Linked DNA regions of Ovis aries: region 2 is linked to region 1. The links are chromatin contacts, called in public Hi-C maps. All regions are on one chromosome and are shown on one strand. The core of a region is the stretch at or near the end of the contact, and the rest is flanking DNA. Distances in the headings are between cores, read along the strand shown.

Region 1 (5,586 bases), core at 24-2,523:
GAGGGAATGGGGAAGGCCACGGGGTGGCTGGGCCGAAGGGCACAGGAGCCCTCGCTTTGTGGTCAGACCTGTGCCTCTCTGGACTGTTAGCAAGCTCCAGAATTCCTCTGGACACGAGTTGCCCCGTGGAAAGTGGAGGTGGGGACAGTGCCTGTTATGATGCTAGAGGTTTGGAAGTTTGAATGGGAGGTGTCCGTGGTGTGCCCAGCACAGTGGCGCCCTGACAGTGTGTGTTCGTTGCTCTCACTACCGCCCACATCAAAGGGGCTGCACCAGCTGGATCCATAGGCTGTGGATGAGCCTCATTACCAAACCTAAGACTCACTTTTAGGGCTTTCTGAGGCTCAGGCATGAGCACTGTTTCCCAAGGGTATGGTAGGAAACCCACTGCTGACCACCGGGCACCTCTCAGGAGCAATTCCTGTTCAGAACCTTTGGGGCATGGTTAGACAGGGAGACAGCTTGTTGGATAAAACTGAGTCTCAGATCCAAGGATGGATCCCTCAGATGCCCGCTGTAGGGCAGTCAGAACCTGTCCTGGCCTTTCAAGCACAATAGAGCATATTGCCCTATCACAGCTCCTGAGAAAGGGACGCATGTACACTATATCTTATCCACATTAATAAAGTCTACAGAGAACACAGTGGGCCTTTTAGGACCTATCCACTGAGCCTTTTAGGTGACGCATTCTAGTGCTCGTGTAATTGTAATTCCGATCACATTGGTTGTGATGCTGTCTTCAGTCCTCATAACTAATTTGACTGGAGAAATTCCAGAAGGACTTAAATGTTTCTCATTAAAAGCATCATAGATAACTTATTCAACTTTGTAGCTAATTGTAATATCACCCAATATAAAGCCACCAAATTAAGATGCTATTTCTTCTTTTGTGATTGGTAGGCAAACCTTTTCCATACGAGTATGCCCTCTAGAATCTAGAGCAATTAAGCATATATAATTGGATGGAACCATTTGCTCTCCCATCATCACTCTCTCTAGTGAGATGTATCCCAGCCCACTTAGTAGTCTTGCAAAGACAAATGTCCTGAACTCTAGTTAGGGAGTTGACAAATGGGTCTCTATAAGCAGCTTAAGTGTTAAATATTTCTCCTGGCCTCTTTGACAGAGATGTGTTTTGTTTTCTCAGCATGGAAAATTTCTTTCAGTTTGTACATTTTTACTTTAAAAAATAAAGAGAAGTCATTACATGCCCTTATTCTTGACCTGCCTTCAGGAGCAAATACCATTGCGAAAACAGCTCCTGTTGCGTAATTGCTGCTTATAGCAGAGTTTGAGGTCCGGCCTGGGTTTCTTGAGTCACTGAGTATATGGGCTTCTGGCTGCCCTGCCTACTCACTGTGCCTGGGAATTTATTGGAGAGATTTAATAAAGCAAAAGCGGGATTTACCAGCTACCACCAAAGTATTTGACCTCATGCTGAATTGCAAATTCTCCCCTAATCAGAACACTAGAAAGTCATCTGGAGGGATCAGGAAATAACCTGAAGATTTCATAGGAGAGAGAGAACAAGAGCACTGTGGCCTGGTGTTACAAGGAGACAACGTAGAGCTATTTCTTTACTCTTCCTTCTCCACCCTTTCCCCCAGTGGATTCTCCTTTGGGCACATATGAGCGTGAAATGAGGGAAAAAGTCACTTGAAACGAAATTGAAAGCAACAGTGACTCTGGAAGCAATGAAAAGTTCACATGTGCAAGGAAGCCTGAGGTCAAAAGTTCTGTAACTGTATTCGGCCCAGGTTTGCTGAATCTGGTGCTGCAGGACAGACGCACACAGGCCTGGCAGGTAGAAAGACAAGTGGGCTATGACTAGGGGATGAGCTCTCATTGGATTCTCAGAATGGGCCAAACTTCTGTAGTGTGCAGAGTACATAGACTGGCGCGTAATCTAGGGTAGTTGGGCAGGAAACTTAAAGACAAATCCCTGGATTGCCCTTTAATAAATCATCTCCTTCAGCAGTCATTTTTCCTCACCAGGCAATTCAGTAAAAGTTAGAACTGAGCATAATGTTGCATAGCATTTCAGCACATCTGGTCCTAATATGGAGTAACAGCTGTTTAGCACCTGAGACATAAGCAAAGCGTTTCTCCCATGACTGTTACTGTGTATGCTCCTGGAGGCACAGGGTTGCCGAGGCAGGTCTGCTTCCCAGGGTCCCCTCTCACAGACGGCAGTGACAGCAACGATGTCAGTAGCATGATGCTGGGTATCACGTGTTGTTTCACTGTGTGCCAGACACTGCTAAGCATGTTTCATATATGATTGCATTAAATCCTCGCCTCAGCCTTTTGTGAGCATTAGGATGAAGTTAAAAGAGGTCATAAAGCCAGAGGTGGATTCTGCTCCAAGTCGAACGCAAGTCTGTCCAGTGCCAAAGCTAACTCTCTGTTACCATTGCAATAAATTTCCTCTAAGTAAAGTAAATGAGAAAAGAACACAACTGTATAAGTCACAAACGACAAGGAGCAGAAGGGGAACACGGAAGGACTTTTTATGGTCTTGTTTCAGAAAGGGCTTCCCTTGAGGCACAGCTGGTAAAGAATCTGCCTGCAACGCGGGAGACCTGGGTTTGATCCCTGGGTTGGGAATATCCCCTGGAGAAGGGAAAGGCTACCCACTCCAGCATTCTGGCCACTATACAGTCCATGGGGTCGCAAAGAGTCAGACACAACTTTCACTTCACTTTTCAGAACGCAAGGTTCATTTTTGCTACCGTATTGTATTGTATACACTGTCACCAGGTGGCGGTATTGGTCCTTGGTCACATGAGCCAATCAACAAGCCCTGTTTTTCCCCCTAATATTCAAAATGGTAACTTCCTGAGCAAAACCATATTTATGAGACTTCCTGTACAAATATTCAATCAAAAATTTTACAATCAACTTTTAAAGAAAAGAATATCTCTGTACCCAATATCAAAACACATAAAGCTTTAAACCAAACTTCATAAAAATAGTTTTAAGATCCATAGGTGTGTTTTTTTTTTTAATCACTAACATTTAACTGTTACTCAAATACCCTAATCTACCCATAATCTTCTATCCAGACTCTGATAAAATTGCTAATCTTTGTGATCCAACTGAAATCTAAATATACAAGCTTCCCTAGAACTCAGGTTCTTAGATCCTTATCCAGGTTTCTAAAGATATTAGTTTTCACGTTCAGAGTTTCCTTAGGGCTTCTTTTCCATTCACGACCTGTTGCTTTATACAAGAGGAGACATGTATACCACTCTTATATACGCAGGGGGTCTTCCCTGGTGGCTCAGACGGTAAAGAACCTGCCTGCAATGCAGGAGACCTGGGTTTGATATCTGGGTTGGGAAGATTCCCTGGAGAAGGGCATGGCAACCTACTCCAGGATTCTGGCCTGGAGAATTCCATGGACAGAGGAGCCTGGTGGACTACGGTCCCCAGGGTTGCAAAGAGTCAGACACGACTGAACAACTAACCCTTCTTCCACTTAGATAAGCAGATGTGTCCAAAAGTGAGTGGAATTATATTCCTGAGGAGGGCCCCTTCCTCTAAGTGTCCTTTACATTATGTGTCCCCGAAAAAGGAGGAATTTCTCCAGATGCCTTCCTGTTTCCACCCCTGCCTTGCCTGCCACTAACTCCTGTTTTGGAAAGAATGTCCTCACTTCTAAGATGCTCTCTCCCTTGTTTCTCAGTGCTTTAGTTAAGAACTAAGACTTTGAAGTGGGCAGATCTGTGTTCAAATTCTAACTCTGTAACTTTCTCATTGTGTGAGTTTGGGCAAATTACTTAATTTCTTAAGTTTCAATTTTCTTATCTGCAAAACAGAAATAAATAAGACTAATAACAATACTCTTTTGGGTAAGAATCACCTGAGATAATGTGTGTGATCAGTTCAGCAGAGCACCGTGCTCCTCATTAACCCTCAATAAAATGGGAGCTAGTATTATTGTGCAGTGGACTCTTTCGTCTGTTTCTCTATTCTGATTTTTCTCTAAGCTCTAAGTTATAAACTGTCAGCTTAACACCTTAGCTTAGTACATCAGTATGCGATGATTACTCGGCAAGGTCAGTTTTAGCCCTCCCTAGCCACTGATATTATTGTCTTGGAATCATGCAGAGTCAGAATGCCCGATGCCATTCTTGACTCCTTCGACTCTCAGTTGGCCCCCGACCCCTTTGCCCATGTTGTCCTACCCACACCCCTGCGTAATCAGCCGCTGACTCCCACTGTTTCCTCTCTCATCTGCCTTAGGGGGCGTCTCTTAGAAGCCTCAGTTCCATCCTCCCCCAAACAGTCCTATTGAATTCCTGCTTTCCTGGTTTCCGCAGTCACCCTTGGACTCTCTTGGTAGGTGAGGGTTTCACATCCCACTTAGGAAAGGAAGCATTTTCACTTCTTGTGTCCTCCCTCAGGGCCCAGTGAAGCACCTGGTCTGAACTCAGGGTAGGAATTTGGTAGGTGTAGGTGGTTGATTAGCTTCCTCTACCTGTTGTTTCTCCCCGCAGCTTTGGCTGCTTTCTTCTGTCCTGTATTTAGCAAGGCGTTCATTCACTCAAAGACTTGCTGGACTCCGTGCCGGGGCACTCGGGCCCAGCAGTGGTGACACACGGCGCTAGCTGCTCCGCGTGTAGAGTCTCCCAGACCAGGGCTCAAACAGCTGTGCCCAGTGCTGGCAGGTGGATTCAGGACCACTGGACCACCAGGGCAGTCTGGGAATCCAGTTTCAGTGCAGCAAGCATTTGCTGAGCTCTGTAACCCAGGCGCTTCCCTGGGTACTAGGGCTTTCAGCAGTGAACAAGATAGCCATGGCTCTGGTGGAACTCACACCCCAGCAGAGACGCTAATATTAGATAAATAATTCCAGGAGCCATGGAGGTCACAAAGGGGAGAAGGAGGGAGCACAGTGGAAAGGTTTTTATTCTGACTTGGGAAATGTCCCCTTGAAGAAATGGTATCAAACATGAAGTTGAAAACCAAGTATAACAGAGATCTAAGCATGGTGCACGCTGGGGCAGCGAGAAGAGGGTTCACATTAGAGTGGACTGAAGGAGGCTTCACAGAGATAGTGCCGCTGGCCTGAGCTCCTGGCGTCTGCACAGAAGTTTGTGATCCAGGGTGGGCGCATCAGTAACAGAGGCAACCGGATGGGCAGCAACTCCAAATCCGCTCAAACTGAGAGACCTTCTAAGTTCTACCTGCATCCAGCCGTATTCTCTGACATGCATCTCTGCTATGTGGGTCAGCTTGGTGTGTTGAAAGAGTCAACAGAACAGAAGATATCTTTTGCCTTCAAACCTTCCAAAGGCACACCCCAGGGCTTGAGGAGGGAGAGCAGAGCTGCTTCTGTCGGTTTTTCTGTTTGTGCTTTTCTTCCCCTTTAAGAACATCCTTTTGAAGTTTCAGCCCTAAAATCCTCCTGATCGGAATGGCAAACAGGCTTTCATTTGTAACAAGAGGGGAATTAGCGGGAGATCCAACTCCAATTTGATAAACCTTGGCCCTTTCGGTGACACTGTGGCCGTCTTGCATCTGTTTTGGAAAGTGATCCTCTCCATTGGCAGGACTGACAGTTTAAATCTCACCCCTTTC
Region 2 (6,288 bases), core at 2,880-5,379, 520 kb after region 1:
CTTTAGTCAAGTATCTTCTGTGTTCCAAACCCAGGAAATGTTAAAAGAATGAGAAATAAATAGCCCAAGGGACAATTACCACCCCCAACCAAGGGGCCATCTGCTCTCTGTGCCTTAACAGACCACAGTGGTGAGCAGGGCTCGGACCAGAAGATGAGGCCGCCTCCTTGGAGTGGGGCAGAGGGTCAGGAGAAGCTCCAGTGAGCAGGCAATCCCTGGTGGCGCTGAGTCCAGGAAGACCAGGAGGGACTCCAGCAGGCAGGGTGAAAGATAGCAGTCCGACCAACCCAGGTCCAGAGAAAGTGGGCAAAGTTCAGAAGGCCTGTGGCTCACAGTTGGTGGTGGCAAGAGAGAGAACTGAAGAAGCAGGTGGAGGCCCATCAAGGAGGCCCCTGAGGTAATTAACCTGGGAGCAATGGGGAGCCAGCGAAAGAAAGTCTTAATCTGGAAACTGCTTTGGCCATATTTGTGTTTGCGTTTTGCAGTGACCATTCTGATTGCAGTTAGGACAAGAAGGGAAAAGAGAGAATCAGAAACATAGAGGCCTATTAGGAGACTACATAATATTCATTTACTTAAAGTGAACATTTAGTGAAAGCTTACTGCGAACCATGCACCAGTCTTGGCCCCAACAACAAAACAGTCAAAACCGTTAGTGAGGATCTGAGTTAAATTACAGGTACTGGAGACTGGCAGGGGGCCAGGGCTAGAAGGTCTTAAAGAGAATATGTAGAATTTGGGGACTATGGCATTTTGATATATCAAATATATTTTCCATGGTGGGGGGAACTGATGTCAGCATAATTCAGGAAATGTCTGAACCCATAGGGAGGCAAACACACTGACTAAAAGTAATAGGGTTCCAGGTTAGATTTTGGGGTCAGAGAAATGACAGAGGAGAAAAATTGGTGTGGTGAAATCTGAATACATAAAATCTGGAGGTTGGTTAGTTAATAGTCACATGTCAATGTTAATTTCTCAGTTGTGACCAAGTTCCATGGTTATGAAAGATGTGAATATTAGGGAAAATTGATGAAAAGTATGTGGGAGCTCTATGGTATCTAGGCAGTGTTTCTATAAGTACAAAGTTACTCTTCCCCTCAAAGTCTGTGTCTATCTATGAAATATAAAATATATTTATATCATACAAATGTAATAATACATATAAAGTATTGCATATTTTGTATAACCTCCAAGCACATTGAATATAAAAATTATAAAATACTATCATATCAACATTCAGACAACCAAGATCATGGCATTCAGTCCCATCACTTCATGGCAAATAGATGGGGAAACAGTGAAAACAGTGTCAGACTTTATTTTGGGGGGCTCCAAAATCACTGCAGATGGTGATTGCAGCCATGAAATTAAAAGACACTTCCTCCTTGGAAGGAAAGTTATGACCAACCTGGATAGCATATTAAAAAGCAGAGACATTACTTTGCCAACAAAGGTCCATCTAGTCAAGGCTATTATTTTTCCAGTAGTCATGTATGGATATGAGAGTTGGACTATAAAGAAAGCTGAGTGCCAAAGAATTAATGCTTTTAAACTGTGGTGCTGGAGAAGACTCTTGAGAGTCTCTTGGACTGCAAGGAGATCCAACCAGTCCATTCTGAAGGAAGCCAGTCCTGACTATTCATTGGAAGGACTGATGCTGAAGTGAAACTCGAATACTCTGGCCACCTGATGGGAAGAACTGACTCATTGGAAAAGACCCTGATGCCGGGAAAGACTGAAGATGGGAGGAGAAGGGGGCGACAGAGGGTGAGATGGCTGGATGGCATCACCGACTCAGTGGATGTGAATTTGAGTAAACTCCGGGAGCTGGTGATGGACAGGAAGGCCTGGCGTTCTGCAGTCCACGGGGTTGCAAAGAGTCAGACACAACTGAGTGACTGAACTGAACTGATACAAAATGATCCTCTTAATGTAAAAATACTCAAAGTTGCTATATAGTCTGCTGCTGCTGCTGCTAAATCGCTTCAGTCGTGTCCGACCCTGTGCGACCCCATAGACGGCAGCCCACCAGGCTCCCCCGTCCCTGGGATTCTCCAGGCAAGAACACTGGAGTGGGTTGCCCTTTCCTTCTCCAATGCATGAAAGTGAAAAGTGAAAGTGAAGTCACTCAGTCATTTCAGACTCTTCCCGACCCCATGGACTGCAGTCTACCAGGCTCCTCCGTCCATAGGGTTTTCCAGGCGAGAGTACTGGAGTAGGGTGCCATCACCTTCTCTGGCTATATAGACTATGAGTACATAAATGTGTATTTAAATTCACAGAGTATCTTTGAAACACATATGACTTGGTACCATAGGCCCCTTGCAGCAGAGAACGGATGTGGGAATGGGATTCCTAGCGGGCTCTGGCTTTGTCTGTAATGTGCCACATTCTGTAGGAAGTAGGCAGTGAGGATGCCCTTTGAAACTCAGAGCAAGCAGCACTGGCTGCTCCAAGCCCCTGCATTTCCTGCCCCTCGCAGGGTGCAGAAAACTCTGGCTCCCCCTGAGCCATGCCCCCCACTCCCGGCACAGCTGGCATGCCAGCAACCCCTGCTGCTGCTGGGGAAGTGGCTTTGCCCAGGTATGCAGCAGGACCTGTGTGCTATTTACACACGCTTCTCAGAGAGTTGGCACCCAGGGTCCAAGTTCTTTCTCATATCTAGCTATTTTTTTTTTCATTCCAACTCAGAGAATAAGGAAAAAACATCCTACTGTGAAAAGAAGTGTTGAATTACAGAGAATAATAGGAAAGACCAGCTAATTGTGAAGCCCTCCTATGTGGTATAATGGGTGTTAACAGCTGCTGCAGGAGCAGAGACTCATGGCAGGATTTGTTCCGGGCAGGAGTGCACTGGATTTCTTACATTCCATCACTTTAAACATCAGGAAAAGGTCCACAGCCTTGGGGACCACAGCCCTGCAGTAGCACTTGGACAAATCTTAGGAGTTTACCTAGTATAATAAAGGTCATCTGGAAACCCACCTGACTTGCTTTGGTGTGTGGCTGAGGCCTCCTTTGTGGCCATTGCATACCTCCTATCTCTCTAGCTCAGGCTGGAGTGGACCAGGGTCTCTCTGGGGACTAAGAAGCCAGAGAGCTGGTGGGTAATTCCTAAATCTAAATTGAGCCCAGACTCCCATCTTTTCCCTGGAGAATGACACCCACTTCCATGCTTTATTCTCCAAGGTTTCTCTAAGCCCTGGAGTGCCTTTGAAACTCATGGAAGTGTGGAACTGGGAGAAATGCCAACTTTGCTTTACTGGCATTCTAGAAAACAGGTTTTTAAGAGTTCCCAGTAGTGTTTTGTGTTTAAAATAAGTCTGGAAGGGAGATAGCAAAGAGAGCCAGCCTTTTTTCCAACAGAAGTCTTTGGAGAGGACCAGTTCATGTGTAGGGTAGCAGAAGGAAGAGGTTCTAATCTGTATTTGGGCCAAAGTGGTAAGAGGGGGAGGGGAACTACTGCAAATATATAAGAGATAAAGAAACAGAATTGTGCATTCCCACAGTAAATCTTCCTTCAGAACACTTCTCTCCTGAAACCAGAGACTTTTGTGAGTTTTGTTTTTGAAAAGGAAATGTGTTCCCGTAGAAAGGGTTTTTTTTTTTTAATATTGTAGCTAAGTTGTGTTTTATGCCTGGAGGTGTCAGTCTTACCTGTTAACAACAGCATAATTTGTTGTTGTTGTTCAGTCCCTTAGTCGTCTCCAGCTCTTTGCGACCCCATGGACTGTAGCCTGTCAGGCTCCTCTATCAACAGGATTTTCCAGGCAAGAATACTGGAGTGGGTTGCTGTTTCCTACTCCAGAGGATCTTCCCAGATAAGGGATCGAACCCATGTCTTATCTTAATACTCTAATTGTTAACTCTGGTTTATTGAGCCCCTTCTATGTGCCGGGAGTGTATTTTGCACATACTATCTCATCCAACCCTAGGAAATAAGTGGCATTATCCTCAGTTTACAGATAAGGAAATCAAGAGCCAAAGAGGCAAAGAATGACGTTCAAGGCCACAGGCTGATCATTGGCTGAGCCAGGATGGGGACATATGTTTGTCTAATCATTGAGCTCCTCATTAAACAGATATTGGCCTTGGTTCCACTGTATGCCAGGCACTTTGCCAGGCACTGGGATCCAGTGGCGAGCCCGATATGCTGAGGCTGTTGACCTCGTGGAGCTTCCAAGCAGTGGGGATAATGTCATTTGGATTAAATCTAGTCAAGCAGTGACAGTGAAAATTCTTTTCATCAGAAGATATCACATACCTTATTTTTAGTCTTGCTTTGGATGATATTTTCTGTTAATTTAAAAAATGCAAACAGAGGTAATTGATGTTTAATCAGAACACTCAGTGTATTTTAATAAAGAATATCTTAAATCAGGGGGGAAAAAAAAAAGAAAAACCTGTACTGCCATATGGACTGCACTCCTACTCCAGTCCTGGCAGAGGAGCCTTAGCGCAAGGCTCATGCTGCCTTAGGCTCCACTGCCACCTGGTGGCAGCCATCAGAATTGCAGGCATGGTGGTCCCGGAAACGCACTCCCCGCCCCCACCACCACACCTCTTCCTCATTCCACTAGAAGGCACGTTTCTGGTTCAGCCACCCAAACCCTCCAAGCTCAGTTGGCCACAGCCCAATAGGTACTTGTTTAGCTGTAAACTGATGGCAGCCAGATCAGTATTAGCTTTCTTTCATCTATATGTTCTGAATGTCTGTTAGTGACCTTTGAAATGTTATAATCAAATTTGTTTACAGGTATCGATGGAAAATTACATATACATGAATACTTGGTAAAACTTTGGAACTAACCTATGCAAATAATGGTTTTGGATACTTTCAGATGACTTCAAAACAAAGCAGCATCGTTTGGCTCCTAATATACCTCTCAACCTCACCTCTTCTCAAACCGTTCTGAATTTTCTAAGCTCTCTCACCCGCCTGTTGCCTGTCTGTGTTGCTCTGTCTGCCTGGCATTGCTTTCCTATATCTTTACCTTTTCAATTTATTCTTTAAATGTCTAATCAAGGCCGACTACCAATAGGGAATTCCCTTGAAGCAAATCCAGACACAGCAATGCTACAGAGCTGTGCGTCTAGAGACATGGAAGATGGCTTCTGAATACCCTCCTTGTTTCTTTAATAACTGTGACAAGTTTGCTTAATCTCTCTGAGTCTCACTGATTTCACTCATTAAGTATGAATAATAATGTTCCCTACCCCTAGCATTGTTGTCAGAGTTAAAAAAAAAAATTCATGTAAAATGCCTTCCCAGCACCATGCCTGGTATCGAATACCTGGTAGAAGCAAGGGTGTAGGTGGTGCTGCTGGTGACTGGACCCCTGTGAACACCTAGAATCCTGATTGATGCCTGCCTAGTATAGGACTGTCCAGTGTTTTCCATTGCTTATTTGGTCTTACTTGTAGGAAAAAGTCTGTTTCCTAGGAGTTAAAGATAATATAAATGTCCAGCCTTGAAGTTGATGAAGGTGCTTGCCTCCAGCAGATCCATCACTAAATGTCCCCCCAGGGCTGGTACGCTTTCCCAGCTGAAACCCGCAGAGACGTGCACGTCAGGATGGAAGGTGTTAAGCCGATGGCACTCGTTTTGGTGATGCTGCTGTGGTCGAGCTCATCCAGCGCCTCCGCGTTGGCCCCTGTGGCTGGTGGACTGGCCACTGCGGTGTGTTAGCCCCGTGCTTTCTCTATGCTTTCCAGCCAGAACCGTAAATGTCGCTCTGTTTCTCTGACCAGGTAGTCGATAGTGACAGACCGGAAGGGTCCAAGTTCCGGCTCACTGGAAAGGGAGTGGATCAAGAGCCTAAAGGAATTTTCAGAATCAATGAGAACACGGGCAGTGTCTCTGTGACACGGAACTTGGACAGAGAAACCATCGCTACCTATCAAGTGAGTACCCCTGAGTGCCCACCCCCCACACGGAGACGTGTCTTTCAGAGACTGCTTTCCTCCCACTGAGCTCATTATTTCTGTGCTTCATCAAACCCGGGGCTGCACGGCTTTAAGTGTGTCTCTGTGGGAGCCGAGTGGCATTGAACCCTGACAAGCAGCAGTGAGGGCCCCTGTCTCATCAGTAGAGCCCTCCAGGTTTGCATAAAACTTTGGGCATGAAAAACCAAGAAGGGGCCCCTGGGGGATCTCAGAGGAGGTCAGAAACTCTACGTTAATGTTGGTTTTCCAGAAGCCAGCTTGATAATGAAGAGCTATAAAAAGAATAAACCCTTGGACCTGCTCATTCTACTTAGAGAAATCCATCCTAAGGAAATAGGG

Evidence for each region. Hi-C and Micro-C count contacts between places; a contact is called where the count stands out from the background.
Region 2: a contact with region 1 is called in a Hi-C map of liver, with 5 times the contacts expected there. The contact joins two enhancer-like sites. A contact is called at or near these places in 2 of 16 Hi-C or Micro-C datasets (liver and muscle).

The regions. Positions count from the first base shown.
Region 1 is chr14:8,689,483-8,695,068 of ARS-UI_Ramb_v3.0, forward strand. The region is part of intron 1 of CDH13 (cadherin 13); the gene reads left to right. Among named protein-coding and RNA genes, the nearest start is that of CDH13, 38 kb to the left of the region's middle. Within about 2 kb of position 1,274, at least 7 of the 54 cell types and tissues checked have an H3K27ac peak or open chromatin away from gene starts, as enhancers often do. A contact at or near this core is called in liver, where this site is marked.
Region 2 is chr14:9,209,627-9,215,914 of ARS-UI_Ramb_v3.0, forward strand. It overlaps CDH13 (cadherin 13), which reads left to right. Exons shown (of 14, transcript XM_004014934.6): 5 at 5,755-5,907. Among named protein-coding and RNA genes, the nearest start is that of TRNAS-GGA, 31 kb to the right of the region's middle. Within about 2 kb of position 4,130, at least 3 of the 54 cell types and tissues checked have an H3K27ac peak or open chromatin away from gene starts, as enhancers often do. A contact at or near this core is called in liver, where this site is marked.